Regions from separate parts of the Zea mays genome. Here region 2 is linked to region 1. The links are chromatin contacts, called in public Hi-C maps. All regions are on one chromosome and are shown on one strand. Each heading gives the region's core, a stretch centred on a gene start, on an enhancer-like site or on the middle of the called end of the contact. The rest is flanking DNA. Distances are from core to core; before and after follow the strand shown.

Evidence for each region. Hi-C and Micro-C count contacts between places; a contact is called where the count stands out from the background.
Region 2: a contact with region 1 is called in a Hi-C map of leaf, with 6 times the contacts expected there. The contact joins the promoter of LOC103638717 here to the promoter of LOC100217243 in region 1. A contact is called at or near these places in 5 of 25 Hi-C or Micro-C datasets (ear, leaf and tassel).

What each region holds. Positions count from the first base shown.
Region 1 is chr9:97,888,281-97,892,681 of Zm-B73-REFERENCE-NAM-5.0, forward strand. LOC100217243 (putative protein kinase superfamily protein) reads right to left here and starts at 2,331. Exons shown (of 10, transcript NM_001143598.1): 1 at 1,995-2,331; 2 at 1,218-1,370; 3 at 881-1,128; 4 at 661-793; 5 at 500-563; 6 at 292-388; 7 at 70-172. The coding sequence starts at 1,111.
Region 2 is chr9:98,186,564-98,190,653 of Zm-B73-REFERENCE-NAM-5.0, forward strand. LOC103638717 (homeobox protein knotted-1-like 11) reads left to right here and starts at 2,207. Exons shown (of 6, transcript XM_008661553.4): 1 at 2,207-2,746; 2 at 3,286-3,406. The coding sequence starts at 2,417.

The DNA of each region.
Region 1 (4,401 bases), core at 1,081-3,580:
AACTTCACTGTCGATAATGAAGTTGTTTATGTATGTGAGTCGAAGTTGACAATTAAGCTGACACAATACCATCTAATAGGTACTCAGGGGCCACATAACCCAAGGTCCCAGAAAGCTTCATGCTTCCCTTGTCAATGTTCCCACTGGTCACTGCAAGACCAAAATCTGAAATCTGCACCATGTGGGCAAAGAAAAGATATGAACTTCCACAAATTCAGCTGTTTCACAGCACTGTGAAACGAAGAACAGTACGAATAGTGAGTTGTACTTAAAGAAAAAAGGGAAGCGTACCTTAGCATTGAAGTCAGAATCTAAAAGTATGTTAGATGACTTCAGATCCCTATGGATCACTGGTGGACTGCAGTGCTCATGGAGGTATTCTAATCCCCTGCCCAGTTTGAGTAACCAGTGCAATGTTATAAACTACTGGGCAGCCAATCATCAGCACCTCAATTTTAAATTCATCTCAAGGAAAGTGCAGGGGTAAAATCATAAGAACCTGGCCATGTCGAGTGCGATCTTCATCCGGATATGCCAGGTCAGCGCTGATCCATGTGAGGCCCCTGAAGATAACCACACATGAAAAGGTTCCCAGTACGAAGATCTCAAGAAAGAGCTGCGTCCATAAGCAACAAAGAGAAATCATAGGAGACACTGTACCATGCAGCTGTGTGTCCAGGGATCCCTTCTCCATGAGCTCATAAACAATGTAGTGATTCCCCTCGTGAACACAAAAGCCCAGCAGGGACACGATGTTGGGGTGCCGAATCCTGCCAAGCAGATCCAGCTCATTCTGCCAGCAACCGCAACCGAAGCAGTCAGGACAAGAACAAATAACCCCTTCGCCAGTTACCAATGGCCAACGGGCAAGTATTGACACCTCGAATTCCTTCTCGCACTCAGGGCCACCTCCCTCCAGCCTCTTGACCGCCGCGGTAACGCCGCCATCGAAGACTGCCTTGTAGACGCAACCGAAGCCGCCTACGCCGAGCACGTTGCTCTCACTGAACTCCCCCGTCGCCGCCTCCAGCGACGGGTACTCGATCATCGCCACGAGCCCCTTCCTGCTCGTCTTGAGCGAGTTGAACTTGCTCAGGATCGGCGCCAGCATGATCCCCCTCGCGGTGTCTGCGCAATGTAGAGGCGAGCGGTCCGTGAGCAGTTCAGGAATCTAAGAGCCAGCCTGCCCGCCGCAGCCCAGAAAAGTGAGCCAAGACCTGCGCTCTTGCCGCGGGGCAGCCGGCGGGACCGCCGCCACAGGATCCACGCGTAGAGCGTGGAGAGGATAATCGCGACGATGGCGATTGAGGCGAGGATGGAGGCGATGACTAGCTCACGGTGGAAATGACGGTGGCGCTCCACGATGATCACTGCAGACACAGAAAACATGCAGGTCAGGAGACAGTTCAGGAACACCAGCTGACTCCACAGTCCACAGTTGCTGCTTTTGGGCGTGGAAAAGATCAGGTTTTTGAAACGGTCTCACTTTTTCCCTTGAAAAAAAGTGAATTCTTTAGAAAAATGGAGTTACCAAACTATGTTTCAACTAAAAACCGTCAGTCGGAAGAAAAATGGAGTAACTTGATGATCATTAAACGCAGCTAATTTTCCGCAACGGTCCTCTCTCTCTAACTTGAACGAAATCGCAACCTTTTTCCATGAAAAGAACATTTATCCGGTGAGCAAATTGCGAAAGAAAAGGAGGTCTGGATAAAACCGCTGCTCTTTTTGGCCATTTTCAGTAGAAACAACAGCTTCTTCCACTGCAGCTGCTCGAGAAACAGTCTGCAAGTTTTCATTAAGGAGGGGGGAAAAAGAGATCCCCACTCCCAAAAAAACGAAACAAGAAACCGCAGAAACAAAACCAGAAATAACCAGAAACGCTTGCTCCATCTGATCCCTGGCAACCGGCCGGCAACCTACCGACAGGAGGCGGCGCCGGCACCGCCGGAGCGACGGGGGCGGTGCCATTGGCGCCGGCGGCGCGAACGTGCCTGGTGACAGGCGCCGTAGCGCCCGGAGACGACGGCGCGGCCCTTCCGTTTGCCGGGGAGGGGCATGAGGACAGCAGCAGCAGCAGGAGGAGGAGGTGGAGGAGGACGGCCGGGACGGAAGAGCGCAGGGACGGCAATGGAGGTGACAGCAGCCTCATGCTGCTCCGTACTACTCCTCGCCTCTCCGGTTAAAGAGCCAGAGGAGAGGAGAGGAGATCCCTGCCCCCAGGAACACGAGACTTTGTGGCTTTCCTGCAATTGGGCACGCACGCACGAGCGAGAGAGAGACAGCGCTAAGCTCCTCTCTCTCCTTATAAGTTTCTTTTTTTCTCTTGTGATTGCGAGCACTCTGGTATGGGTATGGCAAGTTGGCAACGCTGTGTGCGCAGAACAGTTGAGTTGAGCTGCTCGGCATTTTATTCTGGGGGGGTGGGGGGTGGAGACGGGGAGGGAGACGCTGGCAGAGCGGGGGTCGCTTGGCAGTGAGAGTGGCCATGTGCGGCGGTCTAAGGAAAAGGACGGATCGGGAGTGAAGATGATATGATCATATGAGACTGCGAGTGCGAGGGGGTCGTTCGTACGGTGGTGTGTTTGTACAGCTTTTTCCGTGGCCTCGGTTGTTTGGTAGCCCGAATTTTTTGTATTTTAGCTATTTTTCGGAAAAAAATTCACGTTTAGATCTTAAAAAATTTTAATGTCATTTTTGGACCCTTTGCTCGGCGCCATAGCCTATGGCGCCGAAGTAACACAGCTCGGCGCCATAGGCTATGGCGCCGAGGTCGTGTTGCGTTGGCACAACCCAGACGCGTGGCGTCGACGTGGCACCGAGCTCGGCGCCACAGATCTTGGCGCCGAGCTCGGTTGTGTTATTAACATATTTGTTGCAGACATGAGCACAAAGCCCAGCTAGCCCACTTGGTGGAGCATAAGGCTTCTAACCTTGTGGTTGTGGGTTCAAACCCCACAGTTTGCATTTTTATTTGGTTTTTTTGTTTATGTCGCTGGTGTGTCCGTTCAAATTTATTTCTCACCTATATTTTTTTATCTTTGTCACTACTCATTTTTTAAATAACTCATTAGGTATATTTTTTTTCTTAATCATTCATTGGGAAAGCGGCTCTTGCAACCCCACTGAAAAAATAAAAATTTTCAGAGCGGGGGTGTGGGGGCCGCTTTGCAGTGAGAGTGGCCATGTGCGGCGGTCTAAGGAAAAGGACGGATCGGGAGTGAAGATGATATGATCATATGAGACTGCGAGTGCGAGACGGGGTCGTTCGTACGGTGATGTGTTTGTACAGCTTTTTCCGAGGCCTCGGTTGTTTGGTAGCGGTACATGTACGTCTATCTTGGCGGCTTCTTGCTCGGCCAATTGCCATTTCTGCGCCTCGCATCGCATCTCCCGCGCCTCCTTTGAGATTCCTTTGGACCTGTCATCAGCTCACAGCCGAGTGAGCGCGTGCGTACGACTGCGGCAGGCCCCTTCGTCTGGGTCTCCCAAGCTCTCTCACGTGACTGGTGACCATCCACGATTGTGCAAGCATTTGCGAGCTCCCACTCCTAGGCCCAGCCCAGGGTGGGTGGTCACCTTCACCTCACTTGTGTTTTTTTTTTTTACTGCTGCTATCAGCTTGACTGACCTGCTGGCCCGAGCAGCAGCAGCGGTTTTGCAGCTTTCAATGGCTCGTCCTGCCGGCATTATTTCCGCACGTCCATCCGCCCGCCACCTCCCCCGGGCCGGGGAAATCAATGCGCATCAGTTCTGCCTCTCCGGCGAGCCGAGGCCCACCGGCGGATACCCACCACCACCGTCCACCGCCATCAAGGCCGACGGAACCACTGCACTGTGCAGCGCACGCACCACGCGGTGGGCCTCTGGGCCGCCCGTCGTCCTTCTCTCGCCCTCTGTGTGTGCCTGCTGCTTCCTCCTCGCTGATGTAGTTGATACGATCCTCTCTCCGCCTTCCCTGTCTGTCCTGGCTATAGTGCCTAGTGGTGATGGTACTTTTGGTCTGGTGGCGCGGCAAGGCAGCTAGGCGAGGTCAGCTCGGCGAATAGCCGCCCCCTCGCCGTACTTGGATTCTGGAATGTCGCGTCCTCCGTCGTCACCTCGCGTCTGCAGCTTCCCTGCTACTGTTGGTTTAGAAAAAAAAAACTCGATGGACAAGAATTTCAGTGTTATTTTCACTACCGGAATCGCAGGTTTTGCCGAGTGTTGTATTCTTTGCCGAGTGTCGCACTCGGTAAAGTTAGGCTCTCGGCAAAGAGCCCCTTTACCGAGTGCTGAACACTCGGCACAGGGGGCTCTCGGCAAAGACAAGTTTGCCGAGTGTCAAACACTCGGCAAAGGGCCGTCAGCGGCCGTCCCAAAGCTGTGGCCGTCAGTATTTGCCGAGAGCCAACTGCTGGC
Region 2 (4,090 bases), core at 957-3,456, 300 kb after region 1:
TACCCCTGCTCACACCATATCAAGGTGGATATGGAAGACTTCTACTCAACTCAAGCACAAAATCTTTTTTGGCTCCTTATTAATAACCGATTGAAAACTAGGAAATTACTATAGAGGAAGAATTTTTACACTAGATTCTTATGACCGTGAGATGTGTATATGGTAGAAAATTGAATCAATGGGTCATCTTTTCTTCAGATGCAGTTTCACGAGGAGATGTTGGAACCAACTCAATATTTCTTATTCACGACACTTTCGCTCTTCTCAGGCCATTCAAACAATTTAATCCAAATTGGGCATGCCTTTTACAATGGATATTATCATTCTTATGCCCTGGGCAATTTGGAAGCAACAAAATTCATGATTATTCTAATATGCGGAAGGCTGCTATAATAATTTCAAAGATCTTTATGACCTCATATGCACAGAATGCATCTAACACTTTTTTCTTGTTGCCACACATTAGCGAGCTCAATTACCATAATCATTTATGTAATGTAAACTCTGGTGTACTATTGTAACTTTTTCCCTTTAAATATATTCTAGTAGGGGCTTCACCTCTCCTGTTTCGTCAAAAAGAAAATCATGTGCGAACTTGATTTCTTTATGAAACTGTTATGTGCGAAGTTAATATCTTTGTGGAACTGTTATGCGCAAACTTGATGTCTTTGTGTAATTGTTATGTGTGAAGTTGATGTCTTTGTAGAACTGTTATGTGTGACATGCCTTTGTGGAACTATTATGTGTGAACCTAATAGGTGTTGTTTGATCATGTATAATTTATTTTCACCCATTTTAGCACTGTTATGAGCACTTAATAGGTGGATTCCATTTGTTGGCAAAGTTTTTGATAGTTCTAAATTGTTCACACTCATTTTTTTTGAAAAAGATGCAAATCTTAGAGATCTTTGCTTGTTTTATTGTATTGAATTTTATATGCAAAGTATTCAAACAATATTTAGAATTTCATTCTAGGAATTAAACTGCTTGTACAACCAAACACAAATAATAGAATTAAATCACTCTCTGGTTGATTCAATTTTTAAAATTATTCATTTCTTTGAATTTAATTATGATAAAAGTTTCATTTCCATCCATCCAAAGGGTTGTGTTGGCTCCAACTCGAGGCCAAACACTAGGGGTGAACCTCCTGACGGTGCTCCCTACGGGAGCGTGGACAGTCTACGACCTCGCTGCAGGAGCAGCTCCTCTCCACGCAACACCGAACGGTCCGCACATAGGGTCAGACGGCCCGTGACATGGCATAGTGTCTTCTTCTCCGTGAAGAACCCTATATCTCGCCTCGCGGGAGGTACCAGTCGGGGAGTAGAGTTACAGAGGGTGCTCCGGAGTCGACAGGACAGCTGAGACGTCCCCAGACGACGTAGAGTTGACTAGAGATAAAGTAATAAGTCGAGAAAGACTAATACTAGGGCTAAACTACTGCTACTCCTAAGTCAAGAAAGTAAAGGATTTCATAAATAGATTGATTGGATCAATTTTAGGTGCATTTAAACGGCAGTACCCTTTATATTTATAGGGGAGGTTTGGACCCGTTCATAAACGCTTTCCAACATGTTCCTACGAGGTTAGTGGATAAGTACACGCGGGAGAGGGACTCTCGTCCGAGATCTAATCTAACCGCGGACCGTGCGAACTAAAACCGCAGACCGTCCACATGGTTAAACTGTTCGGCCGTCCCTAGGTACCATAAATGATGCTCAACAGAATGTTAGTGAAATACTCCATTCATTCATAAATATATGACATCGTTGATATTTTTCAAAACTTTGATCACTCATCTTATTCAAATATTTATTTAAAAATATAAAATTTTAAATAACGCTTAAATAACCTTAAGTGAACTTACGATTTTTAATGAGATGATGGTTAAAGTTTTGAAAAATAAGTTAACGATGACATATATTTATAAACTAATATATAAACGGAAAAGGTAGTACGATATATATAAAATCATGATCTCTATTCTTGAATATTTGTCGTTCGCTAGTTTATTTTTAAACTATACCGTGATAACTATCATTTACTCATGTGTTAGTGACGAATTTCTGATACAGTAGTTTCCGACAACATTTGTGTTCTCATCTCATCCAAATCCAAGCATGTTTGCTGTGCAATTCACTCTTCGGAATTGAGTCACGTGCACGAGAAATTAAAGGGAGGGCGCTATCCGTCCTCTACCCCCAAAGCGCGGTCCCCTCCCTTCCCCAGTCCCCACTACCACTACACGCCTCTCGCCGTCGCGTCTTCAAAGCCTCCGCCACTTGACTCCCATCCCCTCTCGCGTGGTCCTTCTCCTGCTCCCGCTCCCGCTGCTCCTCATCTTCTCGCGCCGCGGCCCCCAGCCTTTGCCCGCCGCTACCTCTCTCTAATTGGGCGGCGGCCTGCCGGTCCGATGGCGTTCAACTACCACGACCACGCGCTGGCGATGGACCCCGCGGCGGCCGCCGCGGTTGGGGCGGCCGCGAACCCTAGCTTTGTCTCCGGAGGTGGCATGGCCGGGGGGCCCGGCTGGGAGAGGGAGAAGGCGGCCATCGCGGCGCACCCGCTGTACGAGCGTCTTCTCGAGGCGCACGTCGCCTGCCTCCGCGTCGCCACCCCCGTCGACCAGCTCCCGCGCATCGACGCGCAGATAGCGGCGAGGCCCCCGCCCATGGAGGCCGCGGCTGCGGCTGCTGCGGCGGGCGGAGCACACTCGGGAGGCGAGGAGCTCGACCTCTTCATGGTAAGTACCCATACTTTCTCGTCTCTCTTCCTATTATGGTCTTGCTATGATGAAGCTAATAAGGTTGCCCAGTGGTTCTCTCTTCTCCATGCGGATTTTCTGATTGAGTTTTGGGTGTTCAATTGGATATTTGTATGGCTGGATGGTTCATCCGGCATGCTAAGTATTCTGTAGTACGCATGTGGAAGATTTTGGGGGTGATGTTGGCTAGTTAATTCAAAATGGATTTCCGAATAAACCGAGTTAATTATGCATGCATAGCAAAGGAGCCGCAAATTTAAGTGCAGAATCGACTCATGAACTTTTGATGCTATCCCTTATTACATGCTTTTCGTTCTTAATTGCGTTGCTTCTCTGTTTGCCAAGGTTATCGATAGTGAAGCCGTTTTTGCAACTTTCTTTTTACGTTTAGCTGTACCTCTCTTTTCTTTTTGAAATGATAATTAATCATTTTGTGGCAAGAGCAGGTTGTTATCATTCTCTGTTTTTTCCCTCTTTCGAATGGTTCTAAATTCTAACCTGTCTCGTTTTTCGTCCAGACACATTATGTGTTGCTCCTCTGTTCATTCAAGGAACAACTCCAGCAGCATGTGCGTGTTCATGCAATGGAAGCAGTCATGGCTTGTTGGGAGCTCGAACAAACTTTACAAAGCCTTACAGGTAGCTGAAGCTTTCTACTTTAATATTTTTAGAGGAAAATGCTTTAGCTGCCCCTTTTTGGAGTCTGCTTGATGTACAAGTACAACTCCCTACTTAATATTTGCTATGTTTCATGTTTTGTTCGTATGGTGGTCACAGCAGGTTTCAGTGCAACCTAGGCAGACCATCTTATTGAAATTTCTCGCCACAAATAACGTATTGACCATTCCCCAAATGTTTCCTTCCTTTGGAAATTGACCAAATAGCCATTCTCTTGTTGGTCTTATCAGGTATATGGAAACTACAAACTAACTAACATTAACTAACATTGTTAGTACTTTTTTTCTTGCATTAGAATCAAACCTTACAACTTCACGCTATCGAACCCATTTTTGAATCATTATCTCATCCATGAACCTCATGTTGCAGACCATGCAACTGGTGCTACCTTTGTGAGATAATTTTAACAGTGTTCTCCCAGTCAAAGTTTCCCCTATCATGTCTCTAGACTCTGCTGCAGGCCCCTCAGAACAGTTAATAACTTAATATAGTACACTGTAATGGCTCTATGAAAATTGAAAAATAAGAGAGTACTTGGCCGATTACATCTTGACTGCGCCCTCTATTTTAGCGCTGGTCTAGCCGGCATCGTGCAAACGTCTGACCCCACATGACATCTTCCCCCCCCCCCCCTCGACGAACAGC